2 separate regions of the Mus musculus genome follow, and region 1 is linked to region 2. The links are chromatin contacts, called in public HiChIP or PLAC-seq maps. All regions are on one chromosome and are shown on one strand. Each heading gives the region's core, a stretch centred on a gene start, on an enhancer-like site or on the middle of the called end of the contact. The rest is flanking DNA. Distances are from core to core; before and after follow the strand shown.

Region 1 (5,589 bases), core at 440-2,939, 66 kb after region 2:
AGAGGAGATCATATGTCATTCCTAGGTCTGTACTCATGATTCCCCTTCTCCTAACAATACCCAGATATTTTTCCTAGGCACTGAGAATCCAGAACGAGCGTGGCAAGCATGCTTGCAGTCGTCATGATGTTTGTGAACTCACATTTAAGAACAGTCTGCCCAGAGACCTTTTTCTAGACGTACTCACTAGAAGTACATAGCTTAAAAATTGATTTCACAACTCAGGGGTCTGAAAGCTATGTATTAGAAACCTATTCTTCCTGACTTACAATAGAATGAATTAGTTGACACTGATTAGCACACAGAATCACGGGAAAGGATGGGGACCCCAACTTTTGGAACAGACAGGAGCAAGGGAGGGGAGGCAGGAGGCAGCAACAGCATGCCCTGCTATAAATCCCGCCCAGGGCTGACCTGCTGCTCACACTGTTCCCTGCTCACCACAGCTTGCTGTGATCCTGCCAGAGACAACTCTGGAAGCCTCCACAGCGTTGTCTAAGCGTTCCTGTCTCACAGAACACACTGGCTGTCCCTGCTACTGTTACCACTGGGATGCATTGCTCATCCCAGCTCCTTTGTTGCTGTAACTCCTGACTCCAATCCTATGTCTGGGCTTGGATCAGCTAAACCTTAGCCACATGATCATTCTAGTCGCATAGGAAGGTCAGAAAAGAAGCATCCAATGTCTGGACAGTTCTGTAACAGCACAGTGGCCAGGACTCATAGAGAGGGACCTTTGATGAAACACCCGACAGTAGGGAGAGGGAACTTATAGAGCCCACCTTCAGCAGGAAGACAGGACATCAGTGAAGTTGCCATCCCACAGTCACACCTTTGACCCATAACTGTTTCTGTCTGAAAGAATTACAGGGATGAAAATGGAGAGGAGCCTGAGAAAAAGAAGGTCCAGCGACAAGCCCAAAGTGGGATCCAGCTCAAGGGGAGGTCCCAAGGCCTGACACTATTACTGAGGCTTATGGAGTGCTCACAGAAAGGAATCTATCATGACTGCCCTCTGAAAGACCCAACAAGCAGCTGAAAGAGTCAGGTGGAGTTATTTACACCCAAACAATGGACCCCTCTTGTTGAATTAGGGAAGGCTGAAAGAAGCTGAGGAGGAGGGCAACCCTGTAGGAGGACCAGCAGTCTCAATTAATCTGGACCCCCTAGAGCTCTCAAACACTGGACCACCAAACAGGCAGCATACAGCAGCTGATATGAGGCCCCCAACACACATACAGTAGAGGATTGCTGGGTCTGTGTTCATACAGAGATGGTGCACCTAATCCTCGAGAGACTGGAGGCCCCAGGGAGTTTAGAGGTCAGGTGGGGTGGGGGGTGAGGGCATCCACGTGGAGACGGGGTGGGGTGGGGGGAGGTGTGAGATGTGGAGTAGACGGAGAGTGGATGGGAGGAGCGGGGAATGGAATAGGGAGTGTAAAAAGTGAATTACAAATAAAATTAAATTAAAAGCAAGTCATGTCATAAAGAATTTCTCCAACATAGGATAGTAATGAAGTCAAAGCCTCTTCCCCCCCACAGAAGTACTAAGTACCACTCCATCTTTTATACAGTGACCTCCACTGGGCTTAGTCCTCTGCACGAATCCTTTCATATAGTGGAGTGTGTGTAGCACACTTGTTCTCTTCTTATAGGAGGAAACGGAAGTTTACAAAAGTTAGAAGCACCGCATATCCCCAGAAGCAGTGTGGTCTGGAGCTAAGCCTCTAACCAGAGTCCTGACCACAGAGCCAAGCCTAACAAACCCACCTGCTGTGTTTCCCCAACTGCCTATACCACCTCCTTAGGGTTTGGATAAAGAGCTTTTCTTGCCTACTGCTGAGACACTGGAGTCATCATTAAAATTAAACTTCCATTGTAAGTGGTCTTTACAAATGACCATTAAAATTCAGGAAACTGTGCTAAGTGTCAACTCAAGCGGACTGGTTGCTGCTCATTGCTGGTAACATCCCCACGGTGCATTTCACTCATTAAGCACCTTTTGCAATGCCATCCTCTTAGCTTGCCTAACTAACACCTGTTAGGAACGAATTCTCAGGGACAGCATTGTCAACCAAGCTATCTGTGCTTCCCTCTTAGTGGCAAGGATAGGGAGCCCGGGGAGAATGGATCATGGCCTAAGATGAGCCACATGTATTCAAAAGCACGAATGGACACATTAGCATTAGGCTAGATCCCAAATCTACCTTAGCTTTTTTGCTAATCCCTTTTTTGAGACAGTCATATATAAACATCCACACATAAGCACCAAGAAAAAGACTGCCTGCCATATAGGTTGTAACTGTAAATAAGCCACTTCAAAACCAAAGGTGCTAGGTGGTGAGGTAGGGTGTTTTGTTTTGTTTTGTTTTGTTTTGTTTTGTTTTGTTTTGCTGAGAAACCCATTGCAACCAAACTGGGAAGACATAGCTGTTTGGAAAGGGGCATTAAAATGAGCAAGGCTAGAGATACCATTCTGCAGTGGGAGAGTCCCTGTTACTACTGTCGGCTGAATCCAGTATTGGAAGGAAAAATAAATAAATGAAAGAAGGATGGAACAAGGGAGGGAGGGAGAGGGAGGGAGAGGGAGGAGGGGGAGGGGGAGGAGGAGGGGAGGGGGAGGGGGAGGAGGAGGGGAGGGGGAGGTGAGGGGGAGGGGAGGGGGAGGGGAGGGGGAGGGGAGGGGGAGGGGAGGGGAGGGGGATACTGTGTAGATACCAAAATAGCAAAGAGAGGTCTCTGAGGAACAGGACATGCTGAGGCAGCCACCTAGGGAAGGTCCAACCTGTGCCCTGGCATGGACAGTACTTATAGCTAGCTGCTTGTCTTTGGGGACAAAGGACCACAGCTCGAGAACTTCAGATAGATACCAGGAAAACATAGAAAGGAAAATGAAGTGTAGAGACAGACTGTGGTGAAGGAAACTGACATATCTACGAGAAGACGATCCATCCGAACAAGAGTCCCGTGATCACAATCAAAATCTGAATCACCATAGGTGATTGTGCGGTTTCTTCTCTAGTTGCTTAACAATCCTTATTACAGAACTTGAGCCGATCAGCGAAGTGTTCCCGCAAGTCTGTTTGGTACAAGAATGTCAGTTTAGTTGTTTCTCACTGAACTTTCTCTCGAGCCTCATGAGATTTGTGCATCTTGTCTTCGGAGGCTGTTCTGCCTCTTTGTCTAAGCTTTGCGATGACTGTAGGTTCCTTTCCACAGTCTAGAACTGTGAGGTGCCGTCACTGCCACGCAACATTGGCAAGAGAAAAAGATGATGTTGAGAATGGAATTCCCTTCCTGTCTATCTTTACCCGAAGAAAACCTCTTAAACACGCGTTGCCCAAGAACACTGCGGGGCTCCATTTTAGGCTAATTGGCCTAGATTTTCATAGGCGCAGCCTGACACGTGTTTAAGGCCAGGCAATAAATGCGAAGCTTTTGTTGCTAGAGCAGCTAGTTAGCACAGGGACAGCAGTGCCTCCCCCATGGGGGTGCCATGCATTCTCCCAAACGCATGGTATCTGCTGGCAGGAAAGGTCAATTTTTGAAATTGGCCCCAAATTTTCCCTTCCTTTTGACACTTCCTTTCCTAGTCACAGCCTGTACACCTAGTGTGATGCAAAGTGTCCTTGCAGTAGGGAGTACAATGAAGTCATTTCAGTAAGAATGAGATGAAACAAAGATGCTCACTCCACCCACAATTCCGTTCTCCTCTTTTCTCCAATCTGCCAACACTTGTTCTTTGAGTTCCCAAGTATCTTTTGTGAACCAGTTAGCTGCTTTGGTTCCCACAAAAGGTAAGTGTCTTTCTTTGCTTTCTCAGACCCCCCTTTGTCTTTTGTCCCCGGTGGCCAGTTCAAGACTCTCGATGTCAACAGAGGCCATCACACCCAGGACCATGTAACCCTGGAGGAATGCTTTCTAAGTCCATCTAGCCAAAGATCAGGGTAGTGTTATCCATTGGGCCTCTGCATTCCAGACACTGTGTGGACATTGAGGGGTCCTTCCCCCAAATGGGCTCTGCTTTGCTACTTGGACCCCTTAAGGGTGTGTGTAGGGGGCAGGATTCGATTTGAAAGCAGCTTTTTAAACCATGGAGCTGGAGAAATAGCTCCAGGACTATCTCACATCTCTAGCCTCTGTGGGCACTGGAACTCACAGGCACATACCCCCCCCCATATATATAAGTTAAAAGTAAAAAATAAATCTTATAAGATTGTGACTTACAGCTTGCCAGGAAGACTCTAAACTGCTCTGAAAGCTACGTCGTCAGTGTGCTGAAGCATCCTGCCCCTCCCAAGACCTCAGGCCTCTTTGCTCTGTCAGGAGATCTTCCTGGCAGGCCAGGCAGGAGAATTCCTAATGGAAAATGCACACCAGTGCACATTCATTCAAACAGACTGACTAAAAGAGAAGATGCAATCCCTCCTCTTTGTGAATAACAGGTTTCATGAATAGCTGATCTCCCAACCCCAGTCTTAGATATTCTACTCTATCAGTACTGGTGTTTTGTTAGCTGAGCTGAATATTTCTCTAAACTTTCTTACTATATTAACAGTCACAATAGAACCTATCAACGTTATATGGTCCCCTTCTCCACACTGAATCTAATGTAATGTCTCTTATACTACTGTGCTGGCTTGTCTTATGTTATGTTGACACATAAACTAGAGTCATCTGAAAGGAGGGAACCTCAACTGAAAAAAATGCCCCCATAAGATCCAGCTGTAGGGCATTTTCTTAATTAGTGATTGATCAAGGAGGGCCCAGCCCAATGTGGGTGGTTTCATCCATCCCTAGGCTTGGTGATCCTATAAGAAAGCAGGCTCAACAAACCATGTGAAGTAAGCCAGTAAGCAGCACCCTCCATGGCCCCTGCATCAGTTCCTGCCTCCAAGTTCCTGCCCTGCTTGAGTTCCTGTCCTGACTTCCTTAAGTGTAAGCCAAATAAACCCTTTCCTCCCCAACTTGCTTTTTGGCCATGGTGTTTTGTCATAGCAATAAAACTACCTATTGACTGAGACAACCGCCATTGGGTTGATCTGGCAATGACTCATCTCTTGTAAACCAAGAGAATCTCAAGAAATGGTTGTCAAGGTATTCGTAGGCACAGTACAAGAGGCCTCTGCCTGCCCGAGAAACACCTGAGCTTTGTGTCATGCGTTTGCTCTCTGGAAACTTCTCTGATCACGTGTCTTGTATTCACTCTTCTCCATCAACGTTCAGTTCTTGTAGTAATGAAAACAAGGCAAGCAAGCCCTGCACATGTCACACTGTGTTCTCTCTCCATTCTTGGCCCTCAGTGATGCCTCATCTTGCGGTGGACACACATCCTCTGCTCACTCCCCCTCCCCCAACTTCTCACCTGCAAAGTAGAGTTTCTTCTCTCCTTTCTGTTACTTTCAAATGAAACTTGGGAGAAAATTTACTTAGGAGTTGACCTGGGGAATAAGTCTGTGCTACTGACCCAGGAAGAGCTTCACTGTTACGTACACAGCTGCATTTGTTTACCTGTTTGAACTGTGCTTTAAAACTGAAAATCAAAGATGGAATCCAAAACTTTCTGATTCTCAACAGATGTCTGTAAAG
Region 2 (5,617 bases), core at 3,082-5,581:
CCCCAAACCTCTTCATATAGCCCTCCTTGCTCTCTTTCAAATTCATGGCCCCCATTTAAGATTAATTGTTATTACACAAACAATGTATATATACATACATCTATACTTCCAAATATAGCATGTCTCGTCTATGTTTGGATAGTTTCAGAGCTGAAGATTTGGTGTTAGATAACCGGTTGGTGTCCCCTCCCTTTTAATCTAATGGATAAAGTTATTAGAACAAATCAAAATGACTATCTTCGGGTGCCTCTAACCCAGTCAGTAGCAAAGTTTGGCCTACGTCAAAATTATCTGTAAGAATGATAAAACACAGATTCTTCTTAAAACCTACGAGATTACAACTACCTGGAAGGAGAAGGCTTTGTGCTTTTATTGAGGTTTCCACGTGACCCCGGTTCAAGGACAATTAATTATATGAGCAATTTGAAAGGTCTGAGAAAAAAGTTGACCATAGTTAATCTATAAAGCATGCTATAGTTACTAATGCTTTTTTTCTGATCTGCTAACAAATATTCCATTTTAGGAGACGTGAGGAGATGAACATTACCCGGCACTGCTGTGTTGACAATGCTCATAGGTTACAACAGAAAACAACACTCACAACTGAAGTTCTGTTCCGCGAACCCTCACCAGGCCACACCTCTAAGACTGGAGACAGCAACGTACTTCCCCGTCCAGGCTGCTAGCTCGCTGCTTGCTCTTTTGAGGACACCTAGCTTATCTTAGTCCCAGGGAGTTCAATCTTTCAAATTCCTCTTCCCAGAAGAGGACTCTTTAAGTCATTCCAATGAAAAGGAAAGGCGCACGGGATTCCCTCGCGAGGTGTTCTCTGAACTGGCTGCTGGTGGCTCCCTTGGCAGGGATGAAGCAAAAAAGGCGCTGGCTATCTGCTACTGACAAGCTCATTCCTCTTCGTCCAGCCCTTGGGTCCCTTCTTGGCAGCCCTGTATCAGAAAGCAAATGCGGACAGTTCCAAATCAGCTGCAGACAAAGCTACACTGCAACACTCCTGCACCTCTTAGCTGATGTTAGGGAGTTCTTCCCGGTACACTTTAAACAGAGATGGGGGAGGGGAAGGCTCTTTGAAACAATCACTTTGCTGAGGTAACACATTCAATTCTGTTCGCACAAAATCACTCCTTGTGCAAATGGGCAGCTGGGACTTAGCCAAGAGCTGAGAAGAAAATGGATGAAGCCTTTCATTCTACACTTGAAATCTTTCAGTTTTGCCAAAGGACAATTTCAGATACAACCAGGGTGAACTTCCGGAAGAGCTCCACTTCCTGCTGACCTCGAGCAGTGAGGCCAACCCCAGGCCTGGTTGGATCAGCCTTGGTAGTTACTTATAAGACCCTTGGGACTAACTGTACAGGGCTGCTTACCCTGTGCTCCAGGGGCAACCAATTCACTGGCCTGACATGGGAGTCACTGACTGGCTCAATGAAGGCTTCTTTTCCCCTGCCCCCTTCTCTGAGTAGCTCAGGGGATAGCTACTAGCTACTGAATATTGCTAGGGAGACATTTACAAGACAGTATTTGGTAAGTGGATTTTCATACACATTTGGTAAGTGTTCATTGTTAGAGCTCAATGGCACCGTAAATGAGTTTGGAATTGAATTCAAGGACCCCGATATATGCAGAAGCAGGGCTTATCCTTTTCAATAACGAAAGCCTGCCCAATAGTTGATGCTTGAAAAACAGACAGACGCTGTGTTCCACTCACCAGAGGTCTTAGGATCCCGTGGGGAATCCTGTGTGGGCCCTTGCGGGTGTCGGGCGACTCATGAAACTCAAGAAAAATGAAGACTGAAGTGTGGACACTATGCCCCTCCTTAGAAGTGGGAACAAAACACCCATGGAAGGAGTTACAGAGACAAAGTTTGGAGCTGAGACGAAAGGATGGACCATGTAGAGACTGCCATATCCGGGGATCCATCCCATAATCAGCATCCAAACGCTGACACCATTGCATACACTAGCAAGATTTTATCGAAAGGACCCAGATGTAGCTGTCTCTTGTGAGACTATGCCGGGGCCTAGCAAACACAGAAGTGGATGCTCACAGTCAGCTATTGGATGGATCACAGGGCTCCCAATGGAGGAGCTAGAGAAAGTACCCAAGGAGCTAAAGGGATCTGCAACCCTATAGGTGGAACAACATTATGAACTAACCAGTACCTCGGAGCTCTTGACTCTAGCTGCATATGTATCAAAAGATGGCCTAGTCGGCCATCACTGGAAAGAGAGGCCCATTGGACTTGCAAACTTTATATGCCCCAGTACAGGGGAACGCCAGGGCCAAAAAGGGGGAGTGGGTGGGTAGGGGAGTGGGGGTGGGTGGGTATGGGGGACTTTTGGTATAGCATTGGAAATGTAAATGAGCTAAATACCTAATAAAAAATGGGAAAAAAATTCAAAAAAAATTAAAAGAAAACAAAAAAAGAAAAACAGAGATAGTCATTGAAACCTGAAGAAGTAATATAAACAAATTTAAAATTCATCGAATGGATTTTCTTCCAATGAGTTCATTGTCATATAGAGTTGAGGGTTTGTGTAATTGAAAAAAAGCAAGCATCCATTGTGAATCTACGTTATTACTTTTTAATTTCATTTGCTTGCGTGTGCGTGCCGGTGTGTGTGTGTGTGTGTGTGTGTGTGTGTGTGTGTGTGTGTGTGTGTGCGCCAGCTGAGCGTATTGCTGTGCCCATATAATCCCAATACTCTGAAGTCTGAGACAGGAGGATTACTGTGAGTTCAAGGTTAGCACAGGCTATACTTTGTGAGTTCTAGGCTATCCTGGACTACAGAATGAGAGGCTCTCTCAAAAGAAGAGAACAAGAGGGAGCCAGCGGGATGAAGGAGATTTCAACAGAGAGCTTGCTTTCGTCACTCCCGGTCAGCTTTCTCTCAAAACTGTAATAAAGCAGGTGACGGTGCAACAGTAGAAACTCCTCTTCAAGGACGACTTGGGAGCTGGCAGTGGTGGCAGGCACACACACACACACACACACACACACACACATACACACACACACACACACACACACACAGAGGAGGGCACACATACACACACATACATATAGACACCCACCCTGTGCACACACACATACCACCCCTACACACACACACACACACACACACTGTATGACTTGGTGTGGGGGCTGTGTGAGCTGTCTTTATCCCCCCTGTTTCCTGAAGCGTGGCCCCCACAGGGGCAGGTACTGCCTGTGAGGTGGGATGCTCACTCCACTGCTCTCACTCTGCTCATTACCTCAGTGATAGGCCCCCGGGGAGATGCTGGCTTCCATCTGCTCTTTAGGAACGTCCTTGTGTAGGAGCGAATTGTGTCCTAACTTGGGTTATTAATTTTTATAGTGAGATCTCAGGGAGGTTATACTGAGTTTACACATGGAAAAGTAGGTAGAAAGTTGAAGGTTTTTCTCCAGTAAAACAGGAACACTCACTACCCCACTATACATACATACATACATATACATACATACATACATACATATATTCACATATGTAGACACACATGCACGCATGTCCAAGTGTGCACACAAATGCACCTATTTTCCCTAGACAACTATATAATGTAGTAAATTACTATAAGTTGTGCTTGTGTGTGTGTGCAAGTATTTGTGCATGTATTTGTGCATGCATGTTCCTATGTGTGTCTATGTGCCTGAGTGCATGTGTTTGAGTCTTTTTCAGGCTTTGCTTCTGAGGATGATGAACACAGAGAATGATGGAGTAAATGAGCCACTCCGGGAGAGTGAGCAATGAATACCTGGGCACGTGCCTGAGATTCAACTGCCACATCTGTACTTGAGTAAAGCCTTGTGGTACACAGTGTTACCTTTATCATCAACATCATCATTGTCATTGTTATCGTCATCATCATACCTTGTATCTCTATATCACCTCTTGCTTGAAAACAGACATTTCAAAAATACACTCAGGCCTTGTCACAGATGTGGGTGGCGAGTGTTATTCTAATCTCTCTCCAGATGAGAAGAGCATAGCCCAATGCCCAGGGAGCTAAAGGAAGCGTTGTAAAACTGAAGCTCAAGCTGACCTGATATAATTTGTTGAAGTGGGTACTGATTTTTTTCCCAGTTTTTTGTTTTTTTTTTACTGAAACATGACCTATGCCCCATAAATTTACATTTTGAATCTGCATATTAGTTATTTTTAATATTTTCGCAAACTTGTGTGCCAAAACCACTATCCAAGAATATTGTTATAATCTCAGAAAGAAACCCCACATACATGTGGGGCCAGTGACCATTTCCTTCCTTTCTCAGCCTCTGGCAACCGCAAATCTACTTTCTGTTTCATTTATTTTTGTCTTTTGCCTGTTACAGAGAGCCGATACAAAAGGCTCCTACATTACCTGACCTTGTGTCTGGATCCTTTAACTTAGCATAGCATTTTCAAGACTCATTCTGACTTATGACCGAGTAAATCCCCTGCCCACCCCCCCCCCCAACCCCCAGTTGTATCGATAGACTGTATTTTGTTTGTTCACGTTTCAGTTGATGGACATTTGGGTTGGATCTACTCGGAGACTATTAAAATAATGCTTCTGTGAATATTTTCTATTTCCTGGAGGGGGGGGATGTCAACAAATGTCTATTCACCCATGATGACAGCTAAAGAAATTGTCCCGTCCGAATCTCACTTAGAAAAATGACAAGCTTATTGGGGACACCGACAGGAACATGGAAGACACAGGCAAAGGTTCCACTGGGAGCTCACTGCACCACGAGACGTTCTGACCCTGAAAAGCTGCATCTTTGGGGTTTCCTTCCTGTGTATGTGTTCAAAACTCCACCCTGCCCTCCTCATCCCATCCTTTTTGACCTACTTGAGTCTGGCCAGCTTTTCTTTCCTCTAAAGGAAGGAGTGTTTCAGTTTGGAGGATATAATGGTGCAACATTAGTGAACACGTTTTCTGTAGACATGTTTTCAGGCTTCTTGGATGTGTATGCAGTTGTGGAATTGCTGAGTGTCAAAGAACTCCAGTCTTTAACATTTTTGAGGAATCGTCAGAGGGCTTTATTTAGAGCAGTGGTTCTTAGCTTGTGAGGCTCAACCCCTTTGAAGGTCGAAGGACGTATTCACAGGGATCACATAAGACTATGGGGACACACGGATGCTTACACTATGCTACATAACAGTAGCAAAGATTACAGTTATGAAATAGCAACAAAAGTGATTTTACGGCTGGGGGTCACCACAACATGAGGAACTGTATTAAAGGGTCGCAGCATTAGGAAGACTGGGAGCCACTGGGTTTGAGCCTGCAGATTTGAATTCCCTCCCATGCTTGTGTAAGTTCTGAGCCTTTGAACCCTCAAGAGCAGCATTTTTTTTATCTACAGTTGTGACAATTACCCATCCTACTCAATGTAATAGTACTGATTGTTAAACAATAGGTGATTTTTAAAATATTGATTTTTTAAAAAATTATTTCAATGTGTGCATGTGCGTATGTGGATCTGTATTTGCGTATGTGAGTGCAGGTGCCTTTAGAGGCTGGAGCGGCTGGATCTCCTGCAGCTGGGGTTACAGATGGTTGTGAGTCACCTGGCTGCTGTGAGCTGAGAATCCC

What was found. HiChIP or PLAC-seq counts read pairs in DNA pulled down with a chosen protein or histone mark.
Region 1: a contact with region 2 is called in a RAD21 HiChIP or PLAC-seq map of pro-B cells, with 2.3 times the contacts expected there. The contact joins two enhancer-like sites. A contact is called at or near these places in 1 of 15 datasets of contacts at CTCF or cohesin (pro-B cells) and 5 of 484 Hi-C or Micro-C datasets (CD8 T cells, LSK cells, embryonic stem cells and 2 more).

Annotation. Positions count from the first base shown.
Region 1 is chr10:118,664,487-118,670,075 of GRCm38.p6, forward strand. No RefSeq gene overlaps it. Among named protein-coding and RNA genes, the nearest start is that of Gm33337, 48 kb to the right of the region's middle. Within about 2 kb of position 1,690, at least 12 of the 459 cell types and tissues checked have an H3K27ac peak or open chromatin away from gene starts, as enhancers often do. A contact at or near this core is called in pro-B cells, where this site is marked.
Region 2 is chr10:118,595,505-118,601,121 of GRCm38.p6, forward strand. No RefSeq gene overlaps it. Among named protein-coding and RNA genes, the nearest start is that of Ifngas1, 42 kb to the left of the region's middle. Within about 2 kb of position 4,332, at least 46 of the 459 cell types and tissues checked have an H3K27ac peak or open chromatin away from gene starts, as enhancers often do. A contact at or near this core is called in pro-B cells, where this site is marked.